Linked DNA regions of Gossypium hirsutum: region 1 is linked to region 2. The links are chromatin contacts, called in public Hi-C maps. All regions are on one chromosome and are shown on one strand. The core of a region is the stretch at or near the end of the contact, and the rest is flanking DNA. Distances in the headings are between cores, read along the strand shown.

Region 1 (7,002 bases), core at 3,623-6,122, 59 kb after region 2:
GTTTGGCACCCTTCAAGGGTGTCACTAGGCTTGACATGTAAGGATTTTTTTTATTTTTTTATTTTATGGGTTAACTGTGCCTAGCTCACGCAAGAGTAAGTTTGAACTCAGCTCCAATTTTTAAAGTTTAAATTAAGTCTCATTCTTTTTTAATTTTAATTTCTCTATTTCTAATTTAAAAAGTTTATTCTATGCAACCAATAATAACAAAATACGAAAAAATTGGACACAAATATTTTCGTGAAAAAACTCATTCGAATAGGATAAAAATCACAAAAAAAAGAAAATTTTACTAAAACAGAAAAAATCGAAAATGAGTACAAGATGGAGAAACAAACAAACTCGAACCCAAAAATAATATAAAGTTCTCTCAAAAATTGTCACAAAACTCTCTCTTAATTATATTGTTGAATCTATCAATCTAGGGTTACTAAAAACCCTATTTATAGGCTGAAATTCTTATGAAAATATGACTAAAATATAATTAGAATAATCAGAGTTAAACTGGAAAACTTGGTTTAGTAGGGGCATGTTGCCTCGTCATGACATGTCATATTGCCTCGTCAGAACATCCTTTTTCGCATTGTCAGGACGTGACGATTCTTATCGTCAGGACGTCGTTGTCATGCATCGACTCTTCCTTGTCAAGACATCAACTCTGTTTCAATTAAAATCCAATTAAAAACACATACTTCAATTAAATTAGAATTCGAATTTGATGCTCTAACTCATCAATAAATTAATGCAAAATTTTAAAAAGTAATAAAAATAAATATAATCGTAAAGTTTAAATATACCAAATGTCCATGTACTTTAATAAACCTTAAATTTTAGTCCTAAACTTTAATTTTAATTCATTGATTTTTTGTACTTGTTTTCTAATTTTGTCTGACAATTATAAAAAAGATAGAATAAATTTTTTTATTAATTTGATACTTATTCTTTAATCATAAATTTCCATAAAAAACCCTAAAGAGTTTTAAAATAATAAAAAATTTTAAATTTTTTTAAAAATATAAAAATTCAAAACTCTTTAAAATTCAAAAAAAAATTATAAAAATTAATTTAAATTATTTCAAAAAATATTAAAATATTAAAATCCAAAAAAATATTTTATTGTATTAAAATCTCTTAAAAATTTAATCTATCCATTCCGTCATATCAGATTTCAACAAGTTTTCTTTACCCAATTAATCATTAAGGTTACAGGTTAAATCACATCATATTATATTATCAAATCCAATTAATTTAGATATTAACACAAACCACTCCAGCTTCCATGATCTTTTCCATTGCTTTTGAACTCTCTTTCACTTCAAAATTGTTGGAACCATAGTTGTCAGTTGCTGATGTTTTAACCCTTGTTCAAACAATTCTTACTGCCTGTTCACTCTCATGGTTAAACAAATGTCCAAACAGACCTTTGTACGATAGCTTCGACATGATCTCTAGTTCAAGTGGAGTTGAATGTTAGTATATATATATATTTTTACTTTGATCTTCATGTTTATATTTACCATGATTCTTAGAACTTATTTTATCTCATGCTAAATTATGGTGATCAAACTTGGTGATTTAAGAAACTTGAAAATCGACATGCTTTCTCTAATAAAGTTTATCCTTATCCTTTAAACCTTTATCTTGTGGATTAAACTGATAAATTTACTTGGCCCATAAGACTTTATCTTTGGATAAATATTGGAGGTCTAGATTATTATACAATTAAAAGGATGAATTTATCTGCACACAATTTGCTAAAGGAAGTTGCCATATTGTGCCTATGCATCTTTTGGAGAGTGCTTGTGTTGGTATTGCTTGCATCTTTGCTATTGATTTACTCTTTTATTCTGCACTCGTTTCTTAGGTATTATTGGAGCGACTCAAAACTGTTTTGAGTGAGGTATTTGGGTGAGTAGTTGTAATAAGTCGGGGTTATCTATTGGTGCTACAATTACTTCTTGTGTAAGGTAGATTGGGCTTTAGTCAATAGGTTACTAGATCATTGTTGAATAAACCATTAACTAAGCGAGGCTCTGCAGAGTAAAATTATTTCCGAACCACGTTAACAAATATCATGTGCTTATATCTCTTTTTACCTTCACTATTTATTATCTTTATCCACTGTCTTGTTCAAATTTGTGTCTGGACATCAGTTTTAACAAAAAGTGAATTGATTATTTTTTCAAAAATCATTATTGATATAAAAAAATTTAAGTTAGAACAACAAATAACATCAATTAGAACCCCTAAAACTTAATAAAATTATGCAATGCGATTAAGCAAAACCCTTTCTCACTTCTAATCCCACTCTCAAAAACTCTATTCAAAACTTATTGAAACTCAAAACTAACCTTAAATCCATACTTAAGAATTTAAAACTCGCCATAGAACATCAACTTTTTTTTGCTGGAATCCTACCTTACTGTCTTTTTAAGTACTTAACAATGACAACTTCCAAGAACTAAACTCAAACTTCAATTAAATCCAACATTATAAAGTTATTAACATCAGTAATCTAACTTGGAAGCAACAAGAAATTTAAGAATCGTCACTTTCTCATTCTAATATGAACAATGTTTTGAAAATGAGAAAAATCATTGGAATCAACTTAAAATCGGGAAATAATTTATAAATCATCTTTACCTTATTGTATTTCAAGGAATCAATGCCAAGAAAAATCAAGAAATAAATTTCTTACCACTTCATTATTCTTTCAAAAGTAGAGAAAAAGAGAAGAAAAATGAGAAATCAAATTTTAATGCTTAAAATATTAAAAGATTTGCTGGAAAAATATGTTTACCTTCCAAGATTCAACAATTCAAATCAATAATCAATATTTTAAAAATGGATGAGAGAATGGAGAAAGTTTTGAGACCTTGGTAAAACTACCCTTTAAGTCCTCCTATGACTCAAATTTTAACTTTTATTTATTTGAACATTGACCCCAAGAATTTTACCACTCTTGTGATTAAGGCCTTCGCACACTACCACTAATTAACACAAATTAAAACATAATAATTACACCAAATATTCACTACTTAAAACTCACAAATCAACCCAAACCTCATTGTTGGAAACCTCTTGGTTTGGCTTCTTAAAATAGCTCATTCACAAAATCGACTCAAAATCGGCCTTCTTGATACTAGAAAATTTTGGAGCATTACAACTCTTCCCTTTTTAAGAAAATTCACCTGCGAAGCTTACATGAAAAGAGACATGAACACTGCTGGCACATACTTTCCTTTAGTTCCCAAGTGGTTTCTTCAACACTATAGCTTCTTCACATCACTTTCATTAATGAAATTCGCTTATTCCTCAACATTTTCACCTCTCAAGTTAAGATCGGCATTGGTTTTTCTTCATACGATAAGTCTGGCAATACCTCAATTGACTCAACTAATATAACATGGCAATACCTCAATTGACTCAACTAATATAACATGAAACATGTTATGAATGCGACTCAATTCCGATGATAAAGCCAAATGGTAAGCAACATAACTAATCTTCTCCAAAACTTTGTAGGGCCCAATGAAACACAAACTCAATTTTCCTTTCTTACCAAACCTGAACACCTTTTTCCACGGTGTAACCTCCAAAAACACATTGTCTTCCACACCATATATTCTCAATCTCTTTCCTTTTTAAATATGTATATGAATTTGCCTATCTGAAGCTACTTTAAGTCTATCTCAGATCAACAAAACCTTATCCACAGTCTCTTGAATCAACTTTGGACCAACCAACTTCTTTTCACCAAACTTTATTTAACACAAAGGGGTGCGACACATTCAACAATACAACGCATCATTTAGAGCCATCTGAATACTCGACTAAAGGAAAATATCACTCCCAACTATCCCCAAAGTCAATAATTCAAGCCTGTAACATATCTTTTAATATCTAAATAACTCGCTCCAACTAACTACCTATTAGTGGATGACATGTGGTACTAAAATTTAGCTTCGCTCCCAAAGATTCATGCAACATCTTCCAAAATCTCAAAATAAAATGAGGATATAGAATTCTTCTTCCTTGGGGTAAATGACAATTCAATTACAAAATCCATGATAACTCACTCTCACTTCCATTTAGGAATTACAATCAACTAAAGCTATCTCGATGGAACCTAATGATCAACTTTAACTTAGTGGCAGGTTAAATACTTTATAATATGCTCGACAACAACTTTCTTTATCCCAGGCCACCAATACATTTCTTGCAAATCATGATACATTTGATCACTATGAGCCTTCCAAAGTATCTCATGACTCAAATCCTCATCATTCGATACACAAATCCTTTTACTGATAGTGTAGCCCTCCACTTTCCCCTTGTCACCTTTCTTTACGGTTGTCTACATATCTTCGACTCCAATTCGTATCTGATGAAAGTAAAGGTTGTTCAAAAATATTTTCTCTTCCCGTTGTATGAAATGTAGACATCCATGACCTTTCCATATTGATTGAAAAATTCTGATTGTTTTGTTACTGACCTTTTCAGTTTAAATCATGCCTTCTTTCCTTCTCCATATTTTTTTCATAACAAATAGGCTCATTTTTCCAATAAACTTCAAACTCTATTATTTGAATCGATTAAATTAGTTTATTCAAATAAAACATTAAAATACTATAATTCAACCCGTTTAATAATTTAAACTATTGGAGTTTGGGCTTGAATCTTGATTCTATAATGATGAAGTTTGAACTTAAAAGATAAATGATTATAGTGGTAGAGGTTTAAAAGAGAGGCAGTTATATGATTATGATTAAGATTGTGGGAAGTGGTGGACAGCGATGACATACCTGGCAAAGCATAGGGGCTCCACGAAAGAGATGTAAAGAAAGGGCTACTCATAATAGAAACAGTTGCAAAAGCAAGGGCTTCTTCTATTCCATGCGAATATTGAATTATACCTGTCCACTCCAGTCCTACCTAACAGCATCAATGCCGCCCTTGCAAAACCCCATACATGTTGCGACAAGCGGAGCTCAGTAAAGGAAAAAATAAAAAGAACAATCATACCCCCATTTTTATTTATCTTAACATTAATATCGACAGTTTTTCCTTTGATTTTTTGCTCGTGGTTGGGAATTGTAAGATTGTTCATCTTTCGAATCTGCAATTGATGCAAAGCCGTCAGCGTCTTCACTTTCAGAATAATGGACTGAAAAGCTTGGTTGTCTCATTCTTGTATTTTGCAACCTCGTGTATCATACTGGTCTGATTGAAAATGAACCCAAATGGATTATGATTATAGGATCTTTCAATGTAAATTCTTTAGATTCTTTGTTTTTCTTTTCCTTCTTTTCGTTGGTGAAATTGTTTTTCTTTTCTTTAAATATCCATCCACTACTCTCTCTTTTTTTAATAAATATTGAGAAATAAGGGTGAAGGGAACCTATAAAACTTCTGTTTAGCATATTTCGAGGAAGTAAATGATGTTGTAAAATTAAAAAACTAAGTTAATTCAAATTTATGACTTATAAAATATCATTTTTAAATTAATTTAAATAATTAATATAAACTTTATTTTAATATATGAATTCTATATACATAACTCATATAAATAAATAAAAATTCCATACGTGATGGAGTAATTGACTTAAATGTAAATTACCATTCTTTCCCATACTAATGTTATTATGATGACAAATATTCAACTTAGGTTATAATAAGTGAATGTTAATATATGCAATATAAATTTTTAAATACAATTAAGACAAATTATTTATAAATTTTAATTTAAATACATATATCACATTTAAAATTCTAAAGTCAAGCGAGAGGCAATTTACAATTTGCCACCCAACTTGGCTTTTAGAAAGCTAAAATCTAGAATTTTCAATTTTTTGGTTTGACTTTTTTTTAGATATTTTGTATGTTCATTTTAGGATCGTGTTCGAGATTTATAATTGTCCTTACTAATAATCTTGTCTCTAATGTTTAAATTTAATTATAGATTAAAAAATTAATTTGAGAAACAATGTTAAACAAGACCTAAATGATAATATAAATATATTATTTGATAAATAAATATTTTAAAATTAAATATTGAATGAGAAATCATAAAAATAAAAAATATATATCTTCAACCATATTCGGACTAATAATAAAAGTAAAATTGTTCTGATTTGATTTTTTATTTAATAGATAATATAATGTTAAGATAAAAATAAATTAATGATTAACTAAAAAAATTCAATCCTAATATACCTATTTTTTAATATTTTATTTTTTTCAACATCAATCTCATTATAGGCTCTTATTATATATGCTCTTTTTGTGACATAATATCTAGAACCACACATAATCCCTCCTCAACATTTAAATAGGAGGATAATGCGCTTCAGTGCATTTGAACTCACATCCTCTTGCATTGGCAATAATACCGATATGCCAATTGAGCTAAGACTCAATCGAATTAAATGATTTCTAATATTCTTATCAAACGCATAAAAAATTAAATTATTAAAATATTTAATTTCCAATAACTTGAATTTTATCGATATTGATCAAACAGGTTTATGGGTTCTTAATTCAAATTTTGTTTTAGTTTAAGTTTTATCTTGCGTAGGTCTTGTCCAAATATATTACAATTTTCAATTCGATTATGCTTTATAATATTTATTTTTGGTGATAGTTATCCAAGTGTTGTATTATTTGTACTTGCTTGTAACTCCAATATATATAGATGAATGTAGAAATAATGATAAATTTAACTCGTATCATTTATCTCAATTATCACTTTGGCCTCAACTTTTAAATTTTAATCAAACTATCTTTTTATGGAAAAAATTTGACTAAATTGTTGCATCAACGTTGTTAAAATTTTAACAGTTGAATTATCTTTTTTATCCAAAAATAATAATTTAACTACATTTTGGAAGTTGAAACTTAAAAGTAATAAAAAAAATTGAGATCAAAATGAAAAAAGTAAATAAATATTAAAAACTAAATTTATCATTATCTTATAAATATATAAAAATAAAAAATATTAAA
Region 2 (6,646 bases), core at 676-3,175:
ACTAATAGTTATTTATTTACATAAGGAGGCGCGAAGTTGAGATGGCCGACTTGGTCTAAGGCGCCGGATTAAGGTTCTGATCCGAAAGGGCGTGGGTTCAAATCCCACTCTCAACATTTACCTTTTGGCTTAATTTTGAGTCCTGTGTTTTTTAGATTTTATCAAATTTTTCTCTGGTCTAATTCCGCCTTCAGTCCCTTTACTCTTTATATTTTTTGTTTTTTCAGGACTTTGAATAATAAAACATCACTTATTCAAATTTAACAGAAATTATTTAATAGCGTAATTAATTTGATTTTATTTTTTAATTCAAACAAATTAGGACTAAAGTTTCGAAAATAAAAATAGAGGGATATAAATTCCAAAAGTTCAAAGAATATGGCTGGAGATAGAATTAAACCTTTTTCTTTCAACTGGAAATACCAAATATTAGTGTTGGAGATTTTTTTTTCCCTCTTCAATCGAAATATCAAAGTTGAGTTTTTTGACTCTGTGTTTTTGCCCCAAAAACAAAGTAAATAAAATCTCATAAGAGACTTCTAAATTCAATATTCAGTAAATTTTAATAATTTATCTTAAATTAACTGAGAGAAGAATTGATATATGATTCATACGCAATAAGACTCGGACTTAACACTCAAGATTTCAATACCAACTTTTGTCAACCTAATCAAAGTTTGAATGACAAATCTTTAAGAATACATTAGATGATTTATATTTCTTTATATATACCGATTTTGTTTAGTCTGTTGGTACAAAAAATTATAAGTGGATGTAATTTATAATTCTTTAATGTTTATAGTAATATTTCATAGTAAATTTTAGTAATAAAATTATAGAGATGGATTTTAGTAATACAATTTTGGTTTATTTGCAAATTAGTTTCTAAATTATATCCCAATTTTCAAATTAGTATTTAAAGTATTTTTTTTAATTAGAAATGATACTTAACTATCAAATTTGTCTCACTTTATCTTCTATATATATTTTCAAGGTCAAATAAATCATCTTCTATTCTCTTGAGCAACCAACTATACTATTTACTGAGAATTGTCCTCTAATAACTTACACAACAACTCAAGCTTCTGCAATGGTAGCATTAAAAAAATCAAAAAATTAATGTAAACAAAGAAAATTATCTAATCAACATTTTAAAGTTAAATTGATTCATTAAAATTGTAAAATATAACCATTAAAAATTAAAATATAACTAAAAAACACCACCCTATTTATTCCAAATAACCAAAGAGGACATGGATAGATATAATATTTCATTCATGATCCTATTGATAATATATTTATGCAACGTCTTAATAAATATATCAAAATACAACACCAAGAAATATAATCTTATTTGCATTTTAATATTATATTAAAACAATTATAATTCTAATAAAAATTATTATATAAAAGTGAAAGATACAATTTGACCCTTAAATTTAAGTTTACATACTTATTTTACCCTTCTTTATTCCATTAAGTTCCATAGGAGATGGTTTTATATAATATGTGAAAATTATTTTTTTTAAGAAAAACGAAATGTCTATATATTATATAAAAATAATTACATTTTGATTAGCGATTTAATAATAATTTAAAATATTATTATATTTAAATGTCCATAATGCTCTTATTCATTACAAAGGAGTGTCGATAATTTATCCATTTTGTCTCCATTAATTTCTAATGACTACAAATTATTACAATACCCCTATCTACTCCTAATCGCTCTATTAGAAATTGGTTTTATATATAATATATATTATATTATTAAAGTTAAAAAAATTATCTCTAATTTTTATCAGAAAAAATATGATTAATTTATCTAAATATGTTGGAAAAAAATACAATTGAGAAAGTATATATGCTGAAAATTTTAAAATTTACTAGTCTATGTTGTTTTTGGAGAGAGAAAAGAAAACACATCCTATAGGGCGCCACTCCTGAGAGAAATAAATGAATTCCAAAAATCTTGAGCAAATCCAAAGAAGGTTTTCCTGTGCGCTCATCACAAAAAATTTCTAGATCCCAATATACCCAATGCCAGATAGCTGCCAAGAAGCACAAGCCAGAAAACACAATATGTGCTCCGGCCACACCTTCGTAACTCCAAATACCCGGATTTGTTATAGTCCCCCCTGTAATACTCCAACCGCCCCATGAATTGGTTATTCCTAAACGAGTCATGAAAGGTATAACGAATATACCTTGTCTCCACATTGGATCAAGAACGGGATCGGAGGGATCAAAAACGGCTAATTCATATAGAGCCATTGAACCGACCCGACCAGCAACCAGAGCCGTATGCATTATATGAACAGAAAGCAAGCGACCGGGATCATTCAATACGAAGTATGAACATGATACCAGGGCAAACCCATGGAAATACCCCTTTATCAATGAAAAATAGACACTATGTAACTTTATTGCATTGGAATATCTCCCCTTTTCGGTGGATTCTTTCGTAGAAAGGATTAATATTTGTTCTATTCCATTAGTAATTAAGGGAAGAATTCGACTCAGAAGAAAAAAGAGAAGCAGATCTATTCTATACCCGATAAGTATCAATACGCAATGGGGGTTGATCCTATTTTTTATGAATGAACGCATCCCTATTTGTTCGTCATTCAAAGGACCTATTGGTAAGAATTCTCTTTCATTCATTCTGTCTTTCTTTATTTCATGGCCTTATTCTATCTATGTATAAAATATGAGGTCAATATTATTAGTATTTAATTCTTTTTCTTTCCTTTAATGCCTATTGGTGTTCCAAAAGTTCCTTTTCGAAATCCGGGAGAGGAAGATGCAGTTTGGGTTGACGTATAGGACGATTTGTCAAATATATTGGGTCATATGAGATTCCCCCGTTCTCTCGCCCAATCGAGATATCCTCTGTTTCACCCCAAAAAGATTGATTGAATTATCAAAAATTTGTAGCGCGAAGTGTAATGAAGTGCAATTAGAGATCCATTTCATTTTTGGGGGGGTATTCAGATTAATATTTTCAATTAGACTAATTTATGGTTGGCTTGGTTGGACCGAAAAAATGAAGCATCCAGGCTCCGTTTAGAAAAAACCCAATTGGTAATACATTTATGATTACCACCTATATCATAATCATAAATCTTTTTTATTTACAAATTCGAAATAGAAATAAGAACGATTTCAAACTATTAATCAATCAAAAAATATGAGAAATACGTTGAATATTTGGCGGAAAACATGAAAGAAAAAGGAATTAAATTAAAATAAAAAAGGAAATGAAATCATAGCAAAAAGATGTGGTATTGGGTCATTTGTCCTATATGCGAAAATCAAAATCGGGCGGATCTTTACTCGGAGTAGAGCATAAACCTAAAAAAATTGAATAAAAATTTGATGAAACCTATTCAGGAACAAGAAAATGACATCATGATTTGGATTGAATCCTAATGAAAAAATAGATCAATGAAAAGTTTGTGCGATAAGTTTAGCGAATTTTTTCTATATTATAGATTATAGGAAAACGGGCCAAAACTTATCTTTCTTTAATTTCATTTTGAATTTCATTTTATTTTAAAAATGCAAGAAAAAGCCCCTTCGTTAGAAATTAGAAGTTAGAAAAGGCACACTAGAAAAAACGAAGGATGGCTGGAATCTACACAGTGATTTTTTTTTCGCAATTTTTGTTGAACCGTATGCATCAAAAGGTGCCTATACGGCTACTAAGGGATACAATTTTATCCTAATCAACCGACTTTATCGAGAAAAATTACTTTTTTTAGGCCAAGATGTTGATAACGAGATCTCGAATCAACTTATTGGCCTTATGGTATATCTCAGTATAGAGAATGATACCAAAGATCTGTATTTGTTTATAAACTCTCCTGGCGGATGGGTAATACCTGGAGGTAGCTATTTATGATACTATGCAATTTGTGCAACCAGATGTGCATACAATTTCATTTTATTTTAAAAATGTAAGAAAAAGCCCCTTCGTTAGAAATTAGAAGTTAGAAAAGGCACACTAGAAAAAACGAAGGATGGCTGGAATCTACACAGTGATTTTTTTTTCGCAATTTTTGTTGAACCGTATGCATCAAAAGGTGCCTATACGGCTACTAAGGGATACAATTTTATCCTAATCAACCGACTTTATCAAGAAAAATTACTTTTTTAGGCCAAGAGGTTGATAGCGAGATCTCGAATCAACTTATTGGCCTTATGGTATATCTCAGTATAGAGAATGATACCAAAGATCTGTATTTGTTTATAAACTCTCCTGGCGGATGGGTAATACCTGGAGGTAGCTATTTATGATACTATACAATTTGTGCAACCAGATGTGCATACAATATGCATGGGATTGGCTGCTTCAATGGGATCTTTTCTCCTGGCCGGAGGAGAAATTACCAAACGTCTAGCATTTCTTCACGCTCGGCACCAATGAGTTTTTTTATTTGATGGAAAGAAAAAAGAAGACTATGCCTTCGCCATCGCCATATGAAATATGAATTAGTAAGTAATAATAGCATGGCACTTCGAATTCGATATGAATTTTTTTATTTCTTTCTTTTTTTCAAAACATTAGATTATGTATCGAAAGAGTAGTATGAGAGAAAGGGCATTTCCAATTTTATCTTAGCTTTCGTGGGCCCATCTCAGCGTCACAAACTTTTTTTCTTTTCACACCAGAGACTATTAACAATATTTATGTTATAAAATAAGAGAGTACGAAAAAAAAGACTATTTTTTTTCTTTCTTTTTTTGAAAAAAAATAAACTTTGGGATTGCTGAATTACAGACGAAATAAATATATAAAGCAACGTAGCCATTATAGTATTTTTGAACTTTTCTGAAAAAAAAAGAAAAAAAAAAGAAGGGTGGTAAATGGATTATTTAGTGATCTGGGTCTAATAGGCGCTCTCTATATTTTCTCTTTTTCTTTTTTCGATAAAAGAACAAAGAGAATTCCATTGTAAAGCCGTATGCAATGCATAAAAAATGCCTGTACGGTTGTTCAATTCTATCTTTTTTTCTTATTATTCTTTAGCTATTTTTAGCTATTCTTCTCGCCTCATTATGTGAGTTAGAAGAACCTTTTATTATGTTATATCATCAGGGTAATGATCCATCAACCTGCTAGTTCTTTTTATGAGGCACAAACAGGAGAATTTATCCTAGAAGCGGAAGAACTATTGAAACTTCGCGAAAGCCTCACAAGGGTTTATGTACAAAGAACGGGCAAGCCCCTATGGGTTGTATCCGAAGACATGGCAAGCCCCTACGGGCAAGCCCCTATGGTTTTTATGTCAGCAACAGAAGCCCAAGCTCATGGAATTGTGGATCTGGTAGAGGTTAAATAAGTTAAATAACAAATAGCAATAGCAACAATTTAACACCAATCCACAATTTAATTAAGTTAATCCCTCTTCTTCCTTTCCTTCTTAACTTAAGCCTAAGGGGTTAATATTTTATTAATCTATTAAATAGAAATAGAAGTAATTCAGAATCATCTGGTTAGGATCGATCTAAACTAGTCTATTATGTATATGATTCAGTATGCCAACTATTAAACAACTTATTAGAAATGCAAGACAGCCAATTAGAAATGTCACGAAATCCCCTGCTCTTGGGGGATGTCCTCAGCGTCGAGGAACATATGTACTAGGGTGTATGTGCGACTTGTTCAGATCATGGGCTGAGAAAAAAGAAACAACTTTTTCAGTATCAACGATCCGAACCAGTGAATAGAATGGGGTTCGTCCATTCACTATCTAAAAAAGATAGATCTACCATATCCTTCTATTGTGTATGAAATTTATGGTTTCCATTGGCACAAATCCAATCTTGGAATTTAAGATGAGAAAAAATTCCCCATCGGTAGCAAATGCTTATCCATTAAGCGGGGAAAATCCTATTTAAAAAGCAAAAAGATTATGCTTCGACTCTTGCAAAGAACGGACTAACAGGGTCAGCTGCCCAATTAATCCTCATCCTTACATACCGTTACTGTATAAGATAGGACGCGTTTTCACTTTAGAAAAAATTATTCTTTTTCTTTTTTTTTTCTTGCGGTAGAAAATTAAAAGTTTGTGTATTTATTTTGTCCGTGTTTGTTTGAGATAGACATAATTATAGTCTTAAGGAATGTTTAAATTTATAGTGGTGTCGTAGATCTGAATGACCTACAAATTTCCTTTGCCATGTGAGTATGAAACCATCACCCGAGAAAACGAATCACGTTGCAACCAATTGACGGTGATTAAGATTGTAAGTTGGGTTAGCTTGGCCCTTAAAAAAATATACTCCGCCGTGCCTAACTCTTTATTTTAATATAAATTTATTATACAATACAATATTTCTGGAATGAAATGATTAATCTCGAATTTAACTTATTTTTATCCTTAAAAAAATCATTCCGATTGCTTAAAATTTAGATTTTGACTTTGATTTCAAATCTTTTTTTTGTTTGAAATAGACATTCATTGTGGCTAAAATCTCCATTTAATTACCCCTTAGCATTTTAAACTAAAGGAAAGATTAATATAATCATTTCATTGAATAGATAAAACCCCTTTAAACCAAACGCAAAATGCAAAGCAATCTTTATATATAATTTACCAATCCATCATCTAAACTTCATTCTAATTATTTAATATTTAAA

What was found. Hi-C and Micro-C count contacts between places; a contact is called where the count stands out from the background.
Region 1: a contact with region 2 is called in a Hi-C map of leaf, with 1.8 times the contacts expected there. The contact joins the enhancer-like site here to the promoter of LOC121220860 in region 2. A contact is called at or near these places in 13 of 34 Hi-C or Micro-C datasets (callus, cotyledon, fibers and 2 more).

What each region holds. Positions count from the first base shown.
Region 1 is chrD09:37,671,934-37,678,935 of Gossypium_hirsutum_v2.1, forward strand. No RefSeq gene overlaps it. Among protein-coding and RNA genes, the nearest start is that of LOC107943412, 13 kb to the right of the region's middle. Within about 2 kb of position 4,873, at least 6 of the 9 cell types and tissues checked have an H3K27ac peak or open chromatin away from gene starts, as enhancers often do. A contact at or near this core is called in cotyledon, hypocotyl and leaf, where this site is marked.
Region 2 is chrD09:37,616,059-37,622,704 of Gossypium_hirsutum_v2.1, forward strand. It overlaps LOC121220860 (ATP-dependent Clp protease proteolytic subunit), which reads left to right and starts at 1,926. Exons shown (of 5, transcript XM_041100522.1): 1 at 1,926-2,825; 2 at 3,730-3,890; 3 at 4,290-4,419; 4 at 5,102-5,330. The coding sequence starts at 2,755. TRNAL-AAG (transfer RNA leucine (anticodon AAG)) reads left to right here and starts at 36; the gene lies at 36-116.